Linked DNA regions of Mus musculus: region 2 is linked to region 1. A link is a contact called in public Micro-C data. All regions are on one chromosome and are shown on one strand. Each heading gives the region's core, a stretch centred on a gene start, on an enhancer-like site or on the middle of the called end of the contact. The rest is flanking DNA. Distances are from core to core; before and after follow the strand shown. Region 1 overlaps Slc41a3 (solute carrier family 41, member 3). Region 2 overlaps Iqsec1 (IQ motif and Sec7 domain 1).

Region 1 (2,880 bases), core at 174-2,673:
GAAGCGGGTAGGAGAGGAGAAGAGGCCCAGGGGGAGACAGGAGCCTGGGGATGGTTGAGGTCCAATATTGTCAGCTTACATCCATAAGGTGGGAGGGATACCAGGGACATCAATGAGCTCAGAGCATCAGTCAGACCAAAGTGACATCAAGGACACACAAAAGAAACCTGGAGAAAGAGCCATTCTGGATCTGGGTGGTCAGGACATCAGCAGGGGTCAGGCCTCCTTTGTCATCTGCCTCAGTCTGCCAGGGCTGCTGTAGAGCACCTGAAGCCAGACAGTGTATCCCACAGAAGTTGACATTATCTCTAGGGGTTAGAAGTCTGAGATGCCAGGTGTTGGCAGTGTCGACATCCTAAGCCAGTAATGCCATTTCCCCCCTCCCCCCTGCTCCCCACATGGTCACCTCTCTTTGCATATCTGTGCTTGTGAGATACCCTACCAGTCTTGTAGGATTGGGAATCAGGGATCATCCTCCTATGACTCCCTTAGCTCAGCCCCTCTTTGAGGACCGTGTCTCTAAACACTGTGTCTTTACAGCTGCAGTCCCGTCAATTTGGGGGGACACACTTTAGCTAGTCTCTGTTGACCTTGTCTCAGTTCATCTTCTTCTCACCTGACACGCTCGGTCAATGGCTTAACTCTCATGGCCAGGGCTGTGGATGCAGTCCCAGGATAGAGCACTACCCTAGCTCAGGCAAGGCACCGGGGTCCATCCCCAGCACCGTCAGTCAGTTTCATGGCCAGAACTGGCTCAGCCCTAACCCAAGGTGGCATCAGCAGCAAGGGTCTGGGACCATGGAGTCAAGTCTCCCTTCCTCCCTCCTGAGGCATGCAACTGTGGGGAAGGTGGGCTGGGTGCTGGAAGTAACTCAAGCCTTGAAAGAGAGATGTGTAAATAGAAGGGAGAATTGGAAGTGTGACTGGGTCAGGAGAAGAAAGGGGTTGGGGACCATGGCGGAGTCATTAGGGAGACCAGCAGGGAGCTAGAGCAGGGGGCTAGGACAGAGAACAAGTTCAGAGGCTGGCCACCTCAAGCTGTTCTCCAGGGGCGAGGGCAGCAGAGAGTGATCCAAGAGCCCATTCACACACAGCAGGTCCTGAGGAAGAGAATGCTGTTGCCATGGCCAGCACAGCACTGAGCTGTGACTGGAGGAGGAGAACGGAAACTTGGTCAGGAGTTCCTGGCGCTGAGAGAGAGGAGAGTTGAAGGAAGAGACACAGAGTTTGTTCTGATGTGGGGCTATTAGATGTGTGGCCTTGTGTGTGGCCGGGAGAATGTGCACCAGGCTGTGGGGGAGGCAGAGGGTGGTGGGTGAGGGCTGGGGCAGAGGACATGCTAGGAAAGGACAGGGTGTGCCAGACAGCCCTGGTCAGGAGTAGGAGAGTGTGTGTGATGGTGGTGTGGGTGGTGTGTGCCCGAGGGGTGCGCGGGGCTGATAGGCAGCTACACACAGACCTGAGGCCCCTGCTGCAGAGAATGGGGCGGCAGTAGCTGGATTGATAAGGAAGGGCCCCTGCAGGTGGGCCTCTGCTTCCAACCGAGTTCTTCATCTGAGAGCAGGAAATCGCATGCATTTCTTAAAGGGCTAATGTCTATATTATGAAAGATCCAAGCAAAGGGATAAATGTGGGCAAACGCAAAGAGATCATTTTAGAGAGGGAATCAACATTATGAACAGGGTAAAATGTTCAGACTCGGTGCTAAAAAAGCAATGCACGTTAAGACTACATTTTGTTCCTACCCAGTGGGTAAATATATAAGATAAGACTTTTATAGAGCCTCTGACTAGTCCTTCTCTGTCATGCCTCCAAGGCACTGCTGCCTGGGGGTGACTCCTGCTTTCCCCAGAGGTGACATGTGTTTGTGTCTCTAGCTACTCTTTCCTGGGGAGATTGGGGACCGAGCCCAGGACCCCCTTCAGAAAAGAAGGAATTTGTCTTTAGGCCTAGAACCTAGAATCCCACAACCTTAAGGTCTTAATCCGTAGCCAGGCAGTGGTGGCACACGCCTTTAATCCTAGCACTTGGGAGGCAGAGGCAGGCGGATTTCTGAGTTCAAGGCCAGCCTGGTCTACAGAATGAGTTCCAGGACAGCCAGGGCTACACAGAGAAACCCTATCTCAAAAAACCAAAAGGGAAAAAAAAAAAGAAGATCTTAATCCGTTGAGGCCCTACTTAAATCAGATCTGGGGGTGTTTATCAGGCAGTGGGGGGAGGAAGTGGGGAGGGTCCATCACACGAACACCTCCTCTCTTTCCCATATTTCTCAACACATCCTAGCTACTCTGCCTTTTCCGGTGTTATTGTTTGTGTGTTAGATGCGGGGTCTCCATCAAATGGACTTTCCTGTTCTGGAAAGCCCAGGGTCCAGCAGGGTTCCGGGTGGAGCCTGGGATACCCTTGTCAAAGTGCCCCTACCAGTTAGTTTAGCAGAGTTTCTCCAGGCCTCCCAAATTAGGAGAAATAACTGAATTGGTGACTTGATCCAATGTCTACAAAGCTGTTGCTGCACACTGGCACATTTTCAGGCGGCGCTGGGCCAGACTACTGGCCTCCAGTCTAGCCCTGCCTTTTTCCTGGCCTCTGAGGATAGGAGGCAGGAGGGGGCCCACTGGAGGCCTCAGCTGCTGATTCGGTTAATGATATTTAAAGTGTCCTGTTTACTTAAAACACTTTAAGTTTTTCACTTTAAACGATTTAGGCCAGTTATGGGCAGCACACGCCTTTAATCCCAGCACTCAGGAGGCAGAGGACAGGCAGATCTCTATGAGTTCAAAGCCAGCCTGGTCTACAGAGTGAGTTCCAGGGTACCCTGAGCAATGCATGGAGACCCTGTCTCAAAATAAATAAGGCATTTAGGACACTGCTCGGTCTTCC
Region 2 (2,880 bases), core at 172-2,671, 90 kb after region 1:
CAAGATTAAAGTTTTGTTTTTGTTTTTTAAAGAACAAAGTGCTACCCACATACCCCTAGTAGACTCCAGAGAAGTGATTCTTGTGGTCTGTGGGGGGAAAGAGACTCCAGGAGAGCCCGACACACTGTCACTGACCAGAGTACAGGCTGGGGCACTTGGGAAGATTTTGGAAATCTAGAAACCAGGCGATACCAGATCTATTTACACTAGTGCCATTTTGCCAGACATGAGTTACCCCAGAGGAAATAGATTCTGGCTGTGGAGCACACAGGCCCTGAAGCCAGGCAGTCAGGGTGCAAATCCCAGCTCAGCCCTCCCTGGCTGGCGATTCTGTATGGCTTCCTCCTTATATCTGAAATAAGGGATAGAAGCCTGTACTCCTAATTGAAAACAACACACACACACACACACACACACACACACACCACCATCACCACCACTGCTGCTATGCACAGCTATGTGGCTATTACTGGGCTGACCTTTGAACAGAAAGGAAAAGGAAATCCAGTGAGGCTTTGTCCGCAGAGGCCCATGAAAGCTCTACAGAGTGCCTTCAGTTCAAACTGAGCTGTCACTGTGTCGAGAGACCTTGCACCAAGATTATAAAATGTGAAGGAAGCCACTTCCATGATGAGCAGAGAAGCTGTGGCCACGTTCAAATGGCACAGACAAACTCTAAGCAAGTGGCCTCAGAGAGTGTTCCCATGCAGGGTCCCCAAACCAGCCTTCAACTTAGAAGAAGAGAAGATGGTAGGGACCATTTTAATCCAGCAGTCTTGCTGTGGAAGGGAAAAGCTGGACAGTGACTGTCGAAACCACTCACTGGGCTTCTGTGGGCGGAGCGGCTCACCCCACCCCACCCCCACTCACAGTTGTAGTCTCATTTCATGGGTGGGACAATCAAGGCTCAGGGAGGGGAGGCAACATACCCAATACTGCTCAACCAAAAGGGCTAAAGTGACATACTGAGTAACCATGGTTCCTCAGTTAATGTCATGGGAATGAAAGAACACAAACAGGCAAGCCTGTGGCTAAGTCCATCTTGGGTCAACCTCTTCCAGGTTGGGAGAGCATGCCATCCCTGTTCACACCTGTATTCCTGGATGCAGTGGTCAATCTGATAACAGGGCCAGGTGCTGTGGATCACTCAATAAAGGTACCGCTATCAAAGCCAGAGTTGGGACTGGCCCAGCTGGCACCATGCCATATTTTCCCCATAATTGCCATCAATTTTCTCTCTGCAGCAGCTCCCGCAGTGGATCAGCCAGATCCTCTAAGGCCACAGCAATTAATTCTTGAAGAGCCTTAATGGCCTTTAAAGTCATTAGGATCTGCTTTTGAGGACTCAGGGTAAATCTCACTCAACAGCCTTGAGCCTCCTTTCCCCAGACAAACACACCTCTCCCAGGCCTCCAGCCATGGCATAGTCCCAGCCCACTAGAGCTTGGTGGTTGCCTTGCCTCTGTGCTTACTGGGCGGATATTTCACACGTCATCATCATTCAAAGGAAATTTACAAAAGAGGAAGGAAGAAAACACAGCGGGTCACTGGCAGCTGGGAAGTGCACAGTGCTGACTTGGACAAACTGGACAGCAGACTGGAGGCTCCAGGGCTGGCCAGCCATGGAAGGCCACCCATACCCACAAAGCCCCTGCCAGGCACTACTGTCATACCCTATCATTAAAGGGGAAACTGAGGCCCAGAGGGTTGAAGTAACTTGAATTAACTCAAAAGTGAGCTGTGATTTGAAAGAATTTGTCTCCTGGAGCCATCTTCCTGATGTTCTGAGCTGCTCTGAATTCCTGATACTCTAGCAATCCATGATTCCACATCTGCAGAATATAGTCAGGTAAATGTGGCTTTATACATGTGCATGTATACATACACACACACACACACACACACACACAACCCGAGGGCCTGTCCAATCCCCTCCACAAACACCCATCTGCCCAGTCATCAGGCTATTCAACCATGCAGCTGTCAGTCTTGTCTGTGTTTTAAGCCAAAGCTGTGTAAATATTAGCACAACTAGTTCATAGTCCGACTTCCTTGAACAAAAACCTGAAGTCCTGGCAGGGGCCTCCAGAGGCCTAGCCTCCATCCCAACATCTGGGCCTGAGCTTCTTAGGCTGCTGTGGTCCAGCTATGGCCACTGGGATCTCTGTTTTTGCTCGTGTTCTTTTAGAAAAGAAAAGGTAAACAATTCTGTGTTGGTTGTTGCTGTGATGTGGAAAAACACTGAAGCATCAGGTAGCCCATGCTATTCAAGGTGCCTTTGCATGTAGAGTAGTGGCTCTGTGGTGACAGAGACTGGGTTAAGTCTCTGGAGCATGCTGACTCCTATCTGAGTTTAGGGAGCAAGTGAAAGGACTTTAGGCAAGATTCAATAAAGTCCCAAGAAGGCTGTATTCAAAGGAGCACATAGCTCAGCCTCTGCAGCATCCTCTAGTCTCTCCAGCCCTTTTCAGGCTTCCTTAGAAACCACATTGTGTGTGTGTGTGTGTGTGTGTGTGTGTGTGTGTGTGTGTGTGTGTGTGTGTGTGTGTGTGTGGCTAGGGGGATGGGAAGGTGGGAGGGGTGGTGGTGGTGGTGTGTGTGTGTGTGTGTGTGTGTGTGTGTGTGTGTGTGTGTGTGTGTGTGTGGCTAGGGGGATGGGAAGGTGGGAGGGGTGGTGGTGGTGGTGCCCATTTGCTCTGTGGTGATGGGCTGCACCTGAGTAGGGCTCCTTGGTCTCCAGGACACCTGGCACCACTGTAGCTACAGAGCAGCTGTCAAGCGGCAACCCAGAGCCAGGGTCTAGGCAGGAATCCCTGCAGCTGGAAGAGGAACAGAAATACAATGGAGGCATCCATGACCATGTTAGCTAAAGTGGCAACA

What was found. Hi-C and Micro-C count contacts between places; a contact is called where the count stands out from the background.
Region 2: a contact with region 1 is called in a Micro-C map of the G1E-ER4 cell line. The contact joins two enhancer-like sites. A contact is called at or near these places in 3 of 39 promoter capture datasets (the C10 cell line, embryonic stem cells and hematopoietic stem and progenitor cells), 1 of 15 datasets of contacts at CTCF or cohesin (pro-B cells), 52 of 484 Hi-C or Micro-C datasets (the AML12 cell line, the C3H10T1/2 cell line, CD4 T cells and 38 more), 17 of 115 datasets of contacts at active chromatin or transcription factors (the 230-238 cell line, the HPC-7 cell line, T-cell acute lymphoblastic leukemia and 10 more) and 4 of 9 other capture datasets (adipose tissue, liver, macrophages and 1 more).

What each region holds. Positions count from the first base shown.
Region 1 is chr6:90,621,833-90,624,712 of GRCm38.p6, forward strand. All of the region lies in intron 2 of Slc41a3 (solute carrier family 41, member 3), which reads left to right. Among named protein-coding and RNA genes, the nearest start is that of Slc41a3, 18 kb to the left of the region's middle. Within about 2 kb of position 1,424, at least 53 of the 459 cell types and tissues checked have an H3K27ac peak or open chromatin away from gene starts, as enhancers often do. A contact at or near this core is called in the G1E-ER4 cell line, the HPC-7 cell line, adipose tissue and 4 more, where this site is marked.
Region 2 is chr6:90,711,825-90,714,704 of GRCm38.p6, forward strand. The region is part of intron 1 of Iqsec1 (IQ motif and Sec7 domain 1); the gene reads right to left. Among named protein-coding and RNA genes, the nearest start is that of Iqsec1, 97 kb to the right of the region's middle. Within about 2 kb of position 1,422, at least 93 of the 459 cell types and tissues checked have an H3K27ac peak or open chromatin away from gene starts, as enhancers often do. A contact at or near this core is called in the G1E-ER4 cell line, the HPC-7 cell line, adipose tissue and 4 more, where this site is marked.